4 separate regions of the Sus scrofa genome follow, and all the other regions are linked to region 1. Evidence: chromatin contacts called from public HiChIP or PLAC-seq data. All regions are on one chromosome and are shown on one strand. The core of a region is the stretch at or near the end of the contact, and the rest is flanking DNA. Distances in the headings are between cores, read along the strand shown.

What was found. HiChIP or PLAC-seq counts read pairs in DNA pulled down with a chosen protein or histone mark.
Region 2: an H3K27ac HiChIP or PLAC-seq map of alveolar macrophages shows a contact between it and region 1. The contact joins two enhancer-like sites. A contact is called at or near these places in 1 of 47 Hi-C or Micro-C datasets (heart right ventricle) and 1 of 2 datasets of contacts at active chromatin or transcription factors (alveolar macrophages).
Region 3: an H3K27ac HiChIP or PLAC-seq map of alveolar macrophages shows a contact between it and region 1. The contact joins two enhancer-like sites. A contact is called at or near these places in 3 of 47 Hi-C or Micro-C datasets (embryonic fibroblasts, fetal skeletal muscle and heart right ventricle) and 1 of 2 datasets of contacts at active chromatin or transcription factors (alveolar macrophages).
Region 4: a contact with region 1 is called in an H3K27ac HiChIP or PLAC-seq map of alveolar macrophages, with 12 times the contacts expected there. The contact joins the promoter of NRP2 here to the enhancer-like site in region 1. A contact is called at or near these places in 2 of 5 promoter capture datasets (fetal skeletal muscle and liver), 20 of 47 Hi-C or Micro-C datasets (adipocytes, alveolar macrophages, brain and 12 more) and 2 of 2 datasets of contacts at active chromatin or transcription factors (alveolar macrophages and skeletal muscle).

The regions. Positions count from the first base shown.
Region 1 is chr15:108,181,246-108,184,848 of Sscrofa11.1, reverse strand. The region is part of intron 2 of PARD3B (partitioning defective 3 homolog B); the gene reads right to left. Among named protein-coding and RNA genes, the nearest start is that of PARD3B, 300 kb to the right of the region's middle. Within about 2 kb of position 1,553, at least 3 of the 83 cell types and tissues checked have an H3K27ac peak or open chromatin away from gene starts, as enhancers often do. A contact at or near this core is called in alveolar macrophages, where this site is marked.
Region 2 is chr15:109,038,740-109,041,961 of Sscrofa11.1, reverse strand. The region is part of intron 10 of NRP2 (neuropilin-2); the gene reads right to left. Among named protein-coding and RNA genes, the nearest start is that of NRP2, 66 kb to the right of the region's middle. Within about 2 kb of position 1,516, at least 13 of the 83 cell types and tissues checked have an H3K27ac peak or open chromatin away from gene starts, as enhancers often do. A contact at or near this core is called in alveolar macrophages, where this site is marked.
Region 3 is chr15:109,062,921-109,066,375 of Sscrofa11.1, reverse strand. All of the region lies in intron 15 of NRP2 (neuropilin-2), which reads right to left. Among named protein-coding and RNA genes, the nearest start is that of NRP2, 90 kb to the right of the region's middle. Within about 2 kb of position 2,080, at least 12 of the 83 cell types and tissues checked have an H3K27ac peak or open chromatin away from gene starts, as enhancers often do. A contact at or near this core is called in alveolar macrophages, where this site is marked.
Region 4 is chr15:108,972,952-108,976,328 of Sscrofa11.1, reverse strand. It overlaps NRP2 (neuropilin-2), which reads right to left and starts at 1,626. Exons shown (of 17, transcript XM_021076240.1): 1 at 621-1,626. The coding sequence starts at 693.

The DNA of each region.
Region 1 (3,603 bases), core at 304-2,803:
TTTCAGTGCTAAAAACAGAACTGTGGGTCCCAATATTCAGTCAGCATAGCTGGTTTAGCTGATCTCTAAAGGGCTTTTCCATATGAAATTACTATGTTCAAATCACACCAGAGGGAACATACTTTATGAAACTTAATAACAACAACTCTTTGCTTTCCTTGCAGTTGACAATTGAATATCTTTTGTCAGTCTCCATTCTGCCAAAACGTTTTCTGTATACAAGCTGGCAACGTTGGAGAAGTTGTCTTCTTCTTTCTTTCCAACTCTTCGCGTTGGTAGCCAAAAGTGTCTTTGTTGCTCAAATAGTCCACACCATCTGCCAGCAGTTTCTCCATCCTGTGGTACCATCTGCCAGCCTCTCTGCTTCCGAGTCCAGGCCATGTTGCCGGCATGCTTTTCAAATGGCTCTTTCACCAGAAGAGAAAGAAAGAGCACACCAGCACCTTTCGATTTTAACCACTCTTGGTAATCATCCCAGAACTGTTCCCTCACCCACTGGTTCTTAAGAGGACACAAAGCTCAATAATTTGAATGAAAACAGTTTCCTTTGACTTTTTTCCCCTTCCCTGTTGGAATAAAGAATTAGGCAGCTATAGTACATTAATAGAATCAGTCATTACTACAGCAAATTTTTATGGCTATGTTCCCTTTTTGTTTTTATAAGGTATTCTTAATTATAAAGACTTATTCTTTGGATAAAGAAGCAAAGAGGGGAAAACAATCTTTATTCCTAGAGTTAATCCTGATTATTTTGAAAGCAACTTCTGGTAGAAATTAATAATTCAGTTGAGTGTTATTAACAGTATAATGTTAACTTTATGCTGCACTGCACTGTTCTTCACTCTAATCTACTTAAAATTCCTGACTTTAAAGTAGAAACAACAAAAGCTGCATAGCAGTCTCTTAACGAGGTTAAGCCTAAAGAGTTCCATTAATATCCTCCCTAAGGCCACCAGGAAATTCCTTACAGCAAGTGGGTTTCAGGCTTTGCTGTGGATTACACTCAAGAGGTTTTCTTTCTAGATTTGTTACTGCTGGAAATTTATCTAATGTCTCCATTACTGTCCTGCCTGTAGAGGGAGGCCCTATTCATTCCCAATCACTCAATGGAATCCCAGGATAACTCAACTACCATAAAATTTGGAAGCCTTGACTATGCCAGTACCAAAATTAAGTTAGCATTTAAGTGAATGTCAAGAATCAGGTTCACTTGTAAGAAATGATACCATTCTATCCAAATGTCAGAAGAAATATACATATTTTAAGCCACGGTGTCTGAGGTTTCCCAGTCTTTACAAACAAATGGTAATAATGTTCTCTGTAGGCAGGTCTGATCTTTACAAATGGTGGAGGGTACTCTGATTGAATTAACTTTCACAGTAAAAAAAAAAAAAAAAAAAAAAAAAAAAATTAGCTTTGTAAACCACAGACCTTGATGTTGGGGCTTACGGCTAGTCTCATCAGTTTCTTAAATCATACCATGTTTTCTATGCCCAAATGTGTGTACTAAAAAACTTCTCATTTTGATTGCCAAAATTTCTGCTCATAGTGGAACTGTAACTATTACTTACAGCCTCATGATTATGAGTATTACTAGGTTAATTTCCCCAATAGCTATCATTGTTCATAATCTAACTATTTTAGGAAAAAGAAAAAAGGGAAGTGGACCTTACTTCCTTAATTTTAAGTTTCAGAAATACTTTTTGCCCTGAAGTATACCATTTTTAACAAAATTCTTTAAAAATATTATTTACTTCAGATTTAAGATTTTACATTCTAACTTCATTGAAATTTTGGAATGGAAAAAGTCCTTAAATATTTGGTTTCCTCAAAAACTCAGACAAAACCATGTACACTATTGAAAACAAGGGAATGATACTTGATTTTGTGAAAGTTAAAGCCATAAATGTTCTGAAACAAAAAATTGTTTATAAAAATTCTAGTTCAGATCAAAATAATTGCATTTTCAATCAAGGAGACTTGAAGTGATTTTATGGCATGATAAAAACTAAGAGGTTAATATGATGGCCTTAATAAATTATTTGATAAGATGGTTACATTTCTTCCATAAATTTAACATGTTTAATATAGTATTAGCTCTGTTCAGAAGTTAATAAGTAGTTAGGAGGTATGAGCACAGATGAACTCCACTGGGAGTTAGACTGAAAGACATATCCAAAAAACAAGTTTGAAAACAAACTCTCATCTCTTCAGATGTTTAAGGATCTTCTGCAGAGATATGTTTGCCTCACAGCTTCTCTTGTGGGGTGAAATCTCCGAAATAGAACAACTCTTGCAGGCACCAATGGTGTGAGAGTGTCTGATACAGTCTTCTTTCTCAGGAGTAGAAGTTATTTCCTTACAAAGAAGCTTTCCCTTAAAATGTTTGGTGCAAAGTCATGAACTAATAAAGTCATGCCTTCATAAAGTTTGTCAATGACATTAACTGAAGAAAGTTGGGGGGGGGGAAGCTATCAAGAGTTCCCAGAGTATCAGTCTGTAGCATTGGGATAATGATGCAAAATTAGACAACATTTTTTGTTGTTGTTGTTTTGTTTTCCTGTGGCATATGGAAGTTCCTAGGCTAGGAGTCGAATCAGAGCTGTAGCTGCTGGCCTACACCACAACTTCATAGCAACATGGGATCCAAGCCATGTCTGTGACCTACACCACAGCTCATGCCAAGGCTGGATCCTTAACCCACTGAGTAAGGCCAGGGATCAAACCTGCAACCTCATAGATGCTAGTCAGATTGGCTTCCACTGAGCCATGATGAGAACTCCAAAACTAGATAACATTTTGAGTTTTGCTGGCTCTTTAGCAACTACTAATGAGTGGGAAACTCTTTTAAAATTTTCAAGGGGGTGGGGAGGGAGAACAGGTTCAATGAATATATTCTAATTATATCATCATGGATATCAGGCAGCTGTATATCCATTTGTCCAACCTGAAATCTTAGAAGTCTACATATATTTATAATAAAGAAAATAATATTCCTCTTTTTCTAATATTCATCTTTTTAAGTAGAAGGATAGAATATCCTCTGATCAGGAGACACTTAGCACTAAATCTTAAGGACATCAAACATGCTAAAAACTACTGAATGCTTGCTCTGTGACCAGTATTATGTTTTTACTATGGAATATTCACTGAAGTGTATTTTCCACATATTCTAGGTAGAAAATAATGACATTATCATTAGAGTTCTCCAGATATTTTATTGCAAATTCTTATTTTCTGCTTCATTCTCATTGTCTTCCAGCAGATTGTTTAGACTGCTTTGTCAACCTTACCTCCTCCTTATCCCAAACTAGATTCCTTCCATTTTCTCAGGGAAATCATTGATATGTGTTTCTTAAAACATGTGCTTTTAACATAGATTACTCCCATCACTTATATTTCACCCCTCCATCTTCCTTACTGCATGAAAGAGACTCCTCTGTGAAACTGTAATGAAAGAACAACAATCTCCCTGAACTCTGATTGAAGTGCATCACTTCCATACAGGTTCTGAAACACTTTGTTCCACACTTCTTTGTACTAATTTACTCTTCACCTTCACTTTCTTGACCTCCTGAAGTTCTTTTCTACTTACCCCTCCCC
Region 2 (3,222 bases), core at 267-2,766, 860 kb before region 1:
CCCATGGAAAATACCTATCTGTGCACAGCCCCTGGGGTGGTGGCTGACGTGCCTCTGGCCCAGCCCTGCTTGCTTTGGAATAGGCCTTCTCTTTGCAGCCTTCTCTGAGTCAGATGGGCCTTTTTTGAACCAAGGCTAACCCGACCTGGGGGCCCACCTATTACAAGATAATCAGAAGCACAATGGCTGAAATCATGGCAAAGCCACACAGCTCAGGAGGTGTGACCCCTGATATTATTGTTCGTGTTTGCACAAAACTGGATGGGAAAGAATATGGGCTCAAAGGGACTCAGACTCCATTTGGTGGAAATAATTTGGGGCTGTGCCTTTAGGTCAGGGTGTGGCAAATTCACACGCTCCTAGGATGCAGATGGCTGCTCTAAGTGGGGATGGCCCACTGGGGGTTGGGAGAGTTAAGGGTGGAAGAGAAGGTGGCGGTGAGACCCGGCACACCTGGTTTCCAGGAGGCCATTGCCTTGAGCACCTGAAGAGCACCTGAAGGGGGGTGGCCCAGTGTGGCCAGATCGTGCAAAAAGACTTTTTTCTCCATATAAAGAAAAAAAGAAAAAAAATCCCCATGGAAAATCTCCAGACCTATCAATGTTGGCAACTTATTCAAAATACTGCAAGCAGCAGGCACCCAAACCTGGCCGGATCAAACCTGGCCGCAGGCAGTCAGCTCTGACCTCGACTCTAGGTGATTCATGTATCCATCCATTCACTGGCTTATTTGCTCACGCTAATCATTCATTCTGCAACTATTCAAGAAATGAATGACACCGTGAGTCAGGCTTGGGTGGGACCAAGAGGAGTTCTGGTAACCCGCCTTGAGGTCCCCGTGTTGTGGGGTGCGGTCTTCCTCCCAAAGCCGCCCTCCAAGGAGACTCCCAGAATCAGCGGGTGCACGGTTCCTCCCATTTCTATACCTGTCCCTTTGCACCACTGTATGTGATTAGGAGCCTTTGTCAGGCACCCTTCAGGATCCCATTTAATAAAGCCGGGAGCCGAAGGAAATCGCTAAATACGCTGAATAGCTTTTTCACGGTCGACTTCCCATCTTTCTGCTGTTAAATACTATGCACATAACCTTTCATACTTCCTTTCGCCGTCTCTGCCTCTCGCTTACAGTAAATAGCAAATAACCTCGAAGCGTCCTAATTTGTAAGTTCAAATTTGTCACTGTGTCACAGAATCTCAAACTCCATTGTAAAGCAAACTATGGGCAGCAAGGCAAGAAGTAATCATTGGGAACACAAACAAGCCAACAGGTGAAGCAGCCCTGTCCAATTATTTAAGCTGCTGCAACTCAAGCCGGCCCATTATTTTCCCCGTTTTCCTTTTGGGGAAGGAATGGAGACGGGAACAAAGATGAGTCGCACGAATAAATGGCAATTTCGAAAGCAGAGAGCCACAGGGCCTGGGAAAGCAGTTCCTGGAAATGTTAGGTAGCCGAGGGGCTGAGCTGGTTAAGTCCAGAGGCGTGGGGCGGGGGTGGGCGGGGCGACAGCGAGAGGGCGGGGCGTGTGAATGAAAGTGGGGAAACGGCAGCCAGCCTCCGTGTCCACTGTGTTTGTTCTGGACACTTAGAGGTAACTGCCCATCAAACTACAACACTCCCTGGCAATTGAAACCAGATGTCAGAGATTTCAAAGGGAAGGAGGCTGGGCGGAGGGTAACAAGCCCCCACTCTGATCTTCCAAGGAATGGCCAGGAGGACTTTGAAATGAGAAACCTGCTGCTGACCATCGCCTGTGTCACTGGGGCCAGCTTGGGGTGGGGGTGGGGCAATAAAAGGAAAAGGCCATTAGCAATTGTCCAGCAGGTCATTAAACAGGGCTGGCCTGGGAGAGGCCTGGCCGGGAGGGGTGGGCCATAGGAGGGAGGAGGGTGAGTCAGCCCCCAGCCAGCGGAACCGCTTCTGGCAAGTGGCTCAGTTTCCCCCTCTGTGAAAGAGGCATTGGCCCAGATGGGTGACTTTTTTCAAACTGTATGTCACCCTTGTTTAAGAGGTTGTAGATCAGTCTAATGGGTCGTGACTAGCGTTTTAAAGTAGACGCTATAACGTTTCAGAGCGTACTCACATGGTAAGGCTGAGGGCTGCTTCGGGAAACTTTTCTTTGAGTCACATTTACTTATTTTAACAAGTTTATTAGGTGCCAGGCAGCAGGCTTAAGACCTTTATAACAATTATTTTATTGAATCCTCATAACAACCCAGGGGTGTAGCTATACTAGGTTACCCCCATTCTTCAGTTGAGATTACTGAGATCGGCAGAGGCAGGACTTGAACTTGGCAATCTGTCTCCAGGGTCCAGGCATGTAATGATATCCCTATCCCATAAGCACACACCTGTGTGTGTGCTTGTGTGTGTGTGCGTGCACACGCATGCTTGTAAGTCAAGTGGGTTGGCGATGTAAATTTATTTTAAATTGCGGATGATGGTCAGAAATGTTTGAAGGCCACTGGCCTAGAAGCCCTTGGCTCCCCTGCATCTCTCACCTTTTGATTCTGGCCATAGAGGCCAGCTTGTGTCACTGCTGGAGGGCAGTTTTCAGCACCTGCCAGAGGACAGGTGATGCACATCCAGCAGGCTGCAGGGAGCTGTGGCCTCACTCCTACGTGATGGGGAATAAAGTGTCTTCCCACTAAAACGTGTTCACTGGGGCTTGCCTTCCATCCAAAGGTGAGAAAGGCTAATTTGGGCCCGACTCCCAGCCTGCGTGCCTTAACGGGACTCCTCCTCGGCGCCATCCTAACCGCTGCGCAGGCAGCACTTTCATCCCTGGGAGCCAAAAGCATTTCTCTGACATGCCCTTATTAATCCTTCACGGGGCCCTGCTGGGTGAGCTGCTGACAGGTACAGCACAGACAGGAAAATGGAGATACCCGGAGCCCTGGGTCCTGCCTGCTGCTCTTGCTGGCACTGGCTCGGCTCCCCCGAGCTCCGTTTGGCAGGCAGTGAGCGAGCTACGCTCTGGTTGAGTCTGTGCCAGCTCTGCCGGGGGAAGAGGGCCGGTGCCCAGAGGGGAGATGGGGCCTGACTTGAAAGGATGGGGTGCTTCCAGGGAAACAAGAAGGCCCAGTGGGGCTTGTCCTCATTCAGGAAACTCAGAGATGCTCCCAGGGCCTGGGCCGCTGGGTGGAGGTGGGATCAAGCAAGGCTCTGGCCGCACCGGCAAGAAGTCAGGTTCCCAGCAGCTCCCCCGCAACAGGGTCCCTCCT
Region 3 (3,455 bases), core at 831-3,330, 880 kb before region 1:
TCTCAGGCAAGTTCTCACGGAACCACTGCAAAGAGGAAGCATCTCCTACATCTAGGCCGATGACACATCCTCCGGAGTCTCCCAGGTTTCCACAGACATGTTTCGAAAGACACCAAAGGTAAATCATCTCTCTTGGAAGGGAAAAAGAAAAAAAAAAAGAAAAAAAAGACTCCTTGCAAAGAAGAACTGCTTTCAGGGCTGGCCTGTCTGCAATCTTTTATGGAGAGGTAGAAAGTGGAGAGCCGGGTGAAGGGGGCTTTGCAGATAAAAGGTTTATTTAATTTGAGAGATTAAACAAACAAAAGAGAAGGTTGGCTCCTCTGGAAAAGTTTACAGAAGATAGTGGAAGAATGTGGTCACGCCCTCTGATCTGTTTGGAAGAAGAATGTAGAAGCACAAAACATCCCTGCAAAGGGACTCTCTGGGTTTGCCTGGGAAGCAGGGCGTTTGTCTGTAGGGGGAACACGGGAAGGTCTCCGCTAGGTTAGTGGGAACCCGGTGGCTCCTCTACTCTGTCTAAAATGCCTCTGCATTCAGATTCGTGGCTGGCTAAGCCTCAGACGCTTGTCCTCTCTTCAGTGGCACTTGGGCTACTTCTTGCAAACTAAGGCTTGTCCTTTCTGTCCTTGGCGAGGGGAAAAGTCAGCGTAAAAGAATCTCTTCTCCCCTTAGAGAAACTGACGTTGGCAGCTGTTTAGATAAATGGTAAACTTGGGGGAGGAAGGGGGCGTGTCAGGCTTCTGGGATGGGAGAACCTCACACAAGATGCCTCGCTGGTGGTTGTGTCCCCTTAGGCAAGCAGCGGGAGCCGGGCAGTGAGTGGTTCACACACATTGCACCCCCATGCTTCCCAGCTCAGCAACAGCTAGCCCTAATCTGGCAGCTGGGGACCCTGGGGGAGGGGGTCAGGGAGCGGGAATCACACCCCGCAGCTGCCTATCTGGAGCCCTGGCAGAATTTAGGAATACGTCTCTGCCTTTCATCAGAGGATTACTGCAAGGATGCCATGCAACCCTCGCTGTGTCTCGGGAGTGCTTCTAGCAGAGAGAGCCAGAGGAGGAAGAGAAGCCAAAGAGAGAGGGCATTCGAGGCCAACCCCAGGTCCAGTGCCCTGGGATGGGGGTCATTACACCGAGGGGCAAAGCCTCGGGGAAGCAGCTGCTTTGACAGCTTGATGGAAATGAGGGTGGGGATGGAAGGAGAGATGGGGTTGGGAAACGGCAGGGATGGGTCCGTTGATACCAAATAAACAGAACTCCAAACCCGATGCCGAGGGTCAAACCCTGGCCAGCTCTGTCATTTCCCCAAAATGGGTCCCCTCTCCATCCAGGAGACCGCCTGTGCTGTCCACTTCCGCCTGGTTTTACCTGGAAGAGAACTTCAGAGGACTATGGAAGTGAAGCCCAAGAGATGAAGCCCTAGGACCTAGTCTGAGACACAAAACCCACGTTTACAGCTGTGAGTAGGAGCTAGTGATGTTCCTTTTAGCATCTGTCAGTGGTGGACATGGCACTTCTGAATCCTTCAGTCTCACTACTGCTCACGCCTGGGATTTTGCCAGGTCTCTGACAGGTAGGGGAGCAGACTCTGCTTCTCTCCTCCTGCTTTGTTCAAAGCCCACAGCCTCTCATAAGAGCAAGAACTCCTTCTTCCCCTGAGACCGGCTAAACATCATCACCTGATTGACAATCATGGTACTCTGATTATGGGCTTTCTATATGTTTCCTGGCTTCCTTATTATTCTTTTTACTTTTATTGAGAAATGAAAGTATTGGTTAAAAAAAAAATAGTCCACCCCCTTAATGACACCGCTTGGTGGGTCTATCCCTCCCCCAACCCTTTACACACATTTTTTCATTTGTTCAAGCTCAAGTTCTAGAAAAAGATACATGACGGCACTGTGTCTACAGCCAGGGCTTAAAAAAAAAGAAAGAAAGAAAGGAAAAAGAAAAGCACACCCAGATTACATTGTTTAGAACAACGGCAAAGTCTTTTTAAACATCACATGACCACACAGCTTATTCATTCTCTCTCCTCCTTGTCCCTTCTCTACACAGCTCTCTTCTTCGCCGTGGCTTGTTTCTCATCACTCCTGACTCATACCCCAGTACACAATCAAAGTATCCCCACCAAGCAGAAACCACAAGGGGATTTGAATAAAAAGAAAATGTCTCATGGCAAGAAACGAGTAAAAGGCAGAAAACGAAAGGCACTTCAAAATAGAAAAGATCAGGATTATTTAATAAGACCCGGTCCAGAGGCCACTTTTATTGCATTTCCTTGAAGATTTATCTAGTACACACTGGCCTCTTCTGAAGAATAAGATTGCTTCTGTCTCATGATTAATTTACAATGAAAAAGAAAAACAACCCACATTAAAAAAAAAAAAATCCCAAAATACAAAACCAAACCATTCTAACAATGCATGTGCCTGTTGTTAATCGTGTTTCACCATTAACTCTGCATATCCTGCTTGCCCAAACCTGATTTCTCTGTTTCTCTCTCTCTCTCTTTTTTTTTTTTTTTTTTGCGTGAAAAGCCCTATTTAATCCCCAAGGCATCCACGCTCCCCCCAAGAGAGGGCTGCCGCTGCCAGGGGCGGTCACTAGATGAGATAAAGCCAAGGGTCCTCGCTCCTCTCCCAAATGGAAGGCTTCGCTCAAGTCAAAACACAAGGGTGCGCGCTCAAGTCAGAGGGGCCTCAGCCTGATAGAAGCCTCCTCCCCGGGTTCATCTGGCTGCCAAGTCAGAGTTTCATGTCACACTTGCCCGTGTGATCACCACGGGCCACTCTCCATTCCCATCCTGCTCTCCACTCCTCGGCCAAGTCTCTGCTCCCCATGACTTGGTTTCCTCCTTCCAAAGATGCTCGTTATTTCCCAAGACAACAGCCATGGGCCAATCCATGCCACTGTGTACTGCCTTTGCTTAACCCCCAAACCAGCCCGTTGGGAGTGCACTGGAAATTCTTACCTTCAAGTCCCTAAGCCCTGTGTTTATTTTGGCTAAGTGAGCACTGCGGCTCTGAGGATATTTCATTTATATATTTTTTGCAAGAGAATATGACTGGCCTGTGAAGCTTCACGGTAAACACAGCCTCCAGGATAGCACATGTGCCCTGGTTTGTTTATTCTCTTACAGAAGTAAAGTGCTTAGCCACCTCACTTGTCCATCATGGACCCAGACGTGCGTGCTCACGCAGCATAGTGTCTGCAGCGGTGGCTGTCAGCCTCTAACCAGCCTTTCCTGCGAGCTTTGAGTCTCAACAATCAGTAAAAGTCACGTGAAACCACATAAGCAGGTCTCACTTTCCCAGCATCAACATTACCTTGGGTCCTGAAGGTTAGAACTTGAATTTCAACTGTAATCCAAGCCGTTCGCTTTTGATCTTAGCCTTCCTTTCAATACTTTAGACTTGCATTAACATAAATCTCACACCCAAAGAGCACCAACAC
Region 4 (3,377 bases), core at 377-2,876, 790 kb before region 1:
CACCCAGCCCCAAGCCCCTAGCTCAGCCGCTAGGCAAGTTACTCCATCAGCCTGAGCCCAACAATTCTGAGCTCACCCACACATTCCTCAAAGAATCTACAGCATTGGAAAACCCAAACTAGACTCTTGTACTTCCCAGGCCCTTCAGTTAGCATTGCTCAATGAGTGTAGCTAAGTGGAGAGAATGCAAATGATTTATATTTTGCTGGCTAGGTTGAAGAAACTCATGGGAGATGTGTTCTGCTTCAAGACGGGAAAAAAAATTCCCCAAAACTGTAATGCAAAGGCTTTGTAGTATTTTTAAACCTTTGATTCAGTCCATATGTGACATCTGAACACCGCCAAATTCTGTCTATGTTTCAAAACACACACACACACACACACTCACACTCACACACTCCTAGCAGGAGAGAAAAGTTGAGTTTTAGCCGTGGTGGTGCTGGTGGTGGTGCTGCTGCTGGTGGTGGTGTAGGGAGGGATCTCTCTCTAAATAATTCAGTATCGAGCATCCTCCTTCTATGCTATTGCGTGTGGCCCCCTGCATTAGCAGTTGCTTTTAAAGGTAAAGGCATGCTGAAATAGATTGGGGAAAAAAAAAAAAAAACCGTTCAGGGGCTTACCTGGTTGGCCTGTCACTTGGAGTCCTGAAAAGTAGAGAGCTAAGAAAATCCAGGTGAGAGGAAACATATCCATGTTGGAGAAGGAGGCTTTCTCCAGAGCTGTTTTGGTAGCTTTCTTGCACAATTAGAAGTCTTTTGTGTTTTTCTCTCTCTTGTGTTCTTCCTTGCAGTGTCCTCTGCAAAGGTTTCTACTGGTCAGTGTTTCCCTCCTGGCTCTTGGCGGCCGGTCTTCACCTTTCTTCTTGCTGGGTCCCCACCTCACCAGGAGGAAGGAGGGTCGCTCCTGAAGTCAGCAAAGAGGGAGCAAGCCAAGAAGAGAGGACGCGTTTCCTCTCCTAAAAACAAAACGCATCTATGTCCTCTCCAGTTCCTCAAAGTATCATTTCCTTTATCCTACAACATCACGAATATTTCCCGTAAGCCAAGGGTAAAACAAGACAAAAATAATAAAAATAAAAGCCAAGACTTGCCTTGGGCATCACACGGCCCCCAGGCAGCTGTGCGATCTCAGAGGCGTAAACTGACACACATCCCCCGGCACCCGGGACCGACACGCGGGCGGAGGCACCGACCGCCGGACGGCCCGAGTGGGAGGCGGCCGCCCAGTTCTTGCCCTCGTTGCGTTCCCCTAGCGGGAGCCTTCCCTAACGGCTACACCCGCTCGGCCAGCCTCACGAGGGGAGTCTGAGGAAGGAAGCTGCGGCGGCGGCGGCGGCTGCTGTTGCTGCTGCTGGTGCGGCGGCGGCTGGGATCGCCTGGGAGTGAGCGAGCCCCTCTCCGAGTTCGCTCGCGCCCGCCCTCACCTCCACCTCGCCCAGCGCCTTGCCCAGTGTCTGCGCGTCTGAGGATGTGCTGGGGGCGGGCTGCGGGCTGGTGCCTCGCTCGCGTTCTCTGCTTCCCCTCCGGCTCCCCCCTGCCTTTTCAGGCCGAGCAGCATGTGGATGTCAGAGCCGCGGCAGAGCTATCCGATTACGCGCCGGCTCAGGGCCCGCCCCTTCTGTGTTCCTGATTAAAGAGGCAGCCGCGGAGACGCGCGGCGCAGAGCCGAGAGCCGCGGCACCCAGCTCGGGCGGGGCGGCGGCGGCGGCTTCCCCCCACCCCCTCCGCGGCCGGATCAAAGTTAAGGCAGCTCCCACCCTACGGCCCCTTGGCCACCTGGCACCTCCCGCCCACCCCGGGCACCACTGTGCCTGGCTGCGCAGCGCCGCCCGTGCGTAAAGCTGCAGAGAAGGAGCGCCCCCGGGTACCGCCAGGGCGCACTGCCCTTGGCGGCTTCGCCCCCGCCCGAGGGAGACTCCGCGGGAAACGGAGGAAATTCTTTTTCTCCCCCGATTCCCTGACTCCGGTGCCACACACGTAGAATCCAACACAGTGCCACGCGCAATGGCGTTGCCAGAGGAGTTGGGTGGCGAACGGTGTTTGAAGTAGGGAGAGAGCCAGGCGGCAGCTCAGCCATGCGTTCGCACAGGCAGCAGTGCGTGGCGGCGACACATACGGTCAGCCCCGGCTGAATAAAACCCCAAACACAACCTGCGTTTTACTACTCGGTGCCTTCCTGGTGTCCCAGACATACTGCTTTCTTTTCTGGGGGAAGATTGAGTTTTCCCTGGGCTCCTAACTTGTAACCATCAAAAGAAGGGGAAAGACTTTCTTCAAAGAAAATTTGCAGGTAATTACATTGGATTCCCCCAACCCTCCAGAAAAGTCCAGGCACACGAAGGCTTCTCAAACTGCTACTGTAACTACTTCTAATCACATTTTCCCCATGGAAATGTGGTCACCACGCCGAGAGAAACAAAACAGCATTATGCCAACTATTTTTAAATGGAGGCGTGAAAACTGTTTAGAGGGAGCTGCGAGCTAACAGTTGGGAAAACACTTGTATCTTTGTTTCTGAGGATGGCTTTGTGGGTTCCAAACTGTCTTGCTTCACTAGGCACCTATTATTGCATTGTCATAAAGACTCTTACAGGAACAGTCTAAATAACACTCTGCGTATACCTTTTCTGCCACTCGGCAGATTAAGAAAAATAAAGTTTCAGTGACAAGAAACACACACATCTGACTATCCCATTTATTTCTCTGCTTGTACTTGTGGATTCTTCTGGGTGGTTTTCCTCCTTATCTGGACTTGCCATTAGCTTTGTTTATCACTTTTAGTGTTTGAAAAATCTGTAACTCCCACTTAACTGTTATTTACACTGAGATAACCAAAACAAAATTGAATCAGAAGTGATTTGCAAATAGTTGAGCCAAGCCATGGAAGGATTTTACAGTGCCGTGTAAATCCACAGGCTGCCTATCGCACTGTTAATCTTAGATGCCTGGTTTGAAAGGGCATTTAACCGAGGCCTGGAGAGTTCTTCCAGTGAGCATATCCCCTGGCTGGTCTAAAGATTACCTTCCATTTCTTTCTTTCTTTCTTTCTTTCTTTCTTTCTTTCTTTCTTTCTTTCTTTCTTTCTTTCTTTCTTTCTTTCTTTCTTTTCTCTCTCTCTCCACCCCTTTTTTTCCTCCTTCCTTCCTGGACTTGAAAGCACATCCACATTGTTAAAAAATTTCTTCTCTACTTTTTTCCTGTTTAAATGTCAATTGCGGAGTTCCCATCATGGCTCAGCGGTTAAGGAACCGGACTGGTACCCATGAGGACACGGGTTGGATCCCTGGCCTTGATCACTGGGTAAAGGATCAGGCATTGCCGTGAGCTGTGGTGTAGGTCACAGACGTGGCTCAGATCCTGAGTTGCTGTGGCTGTGGC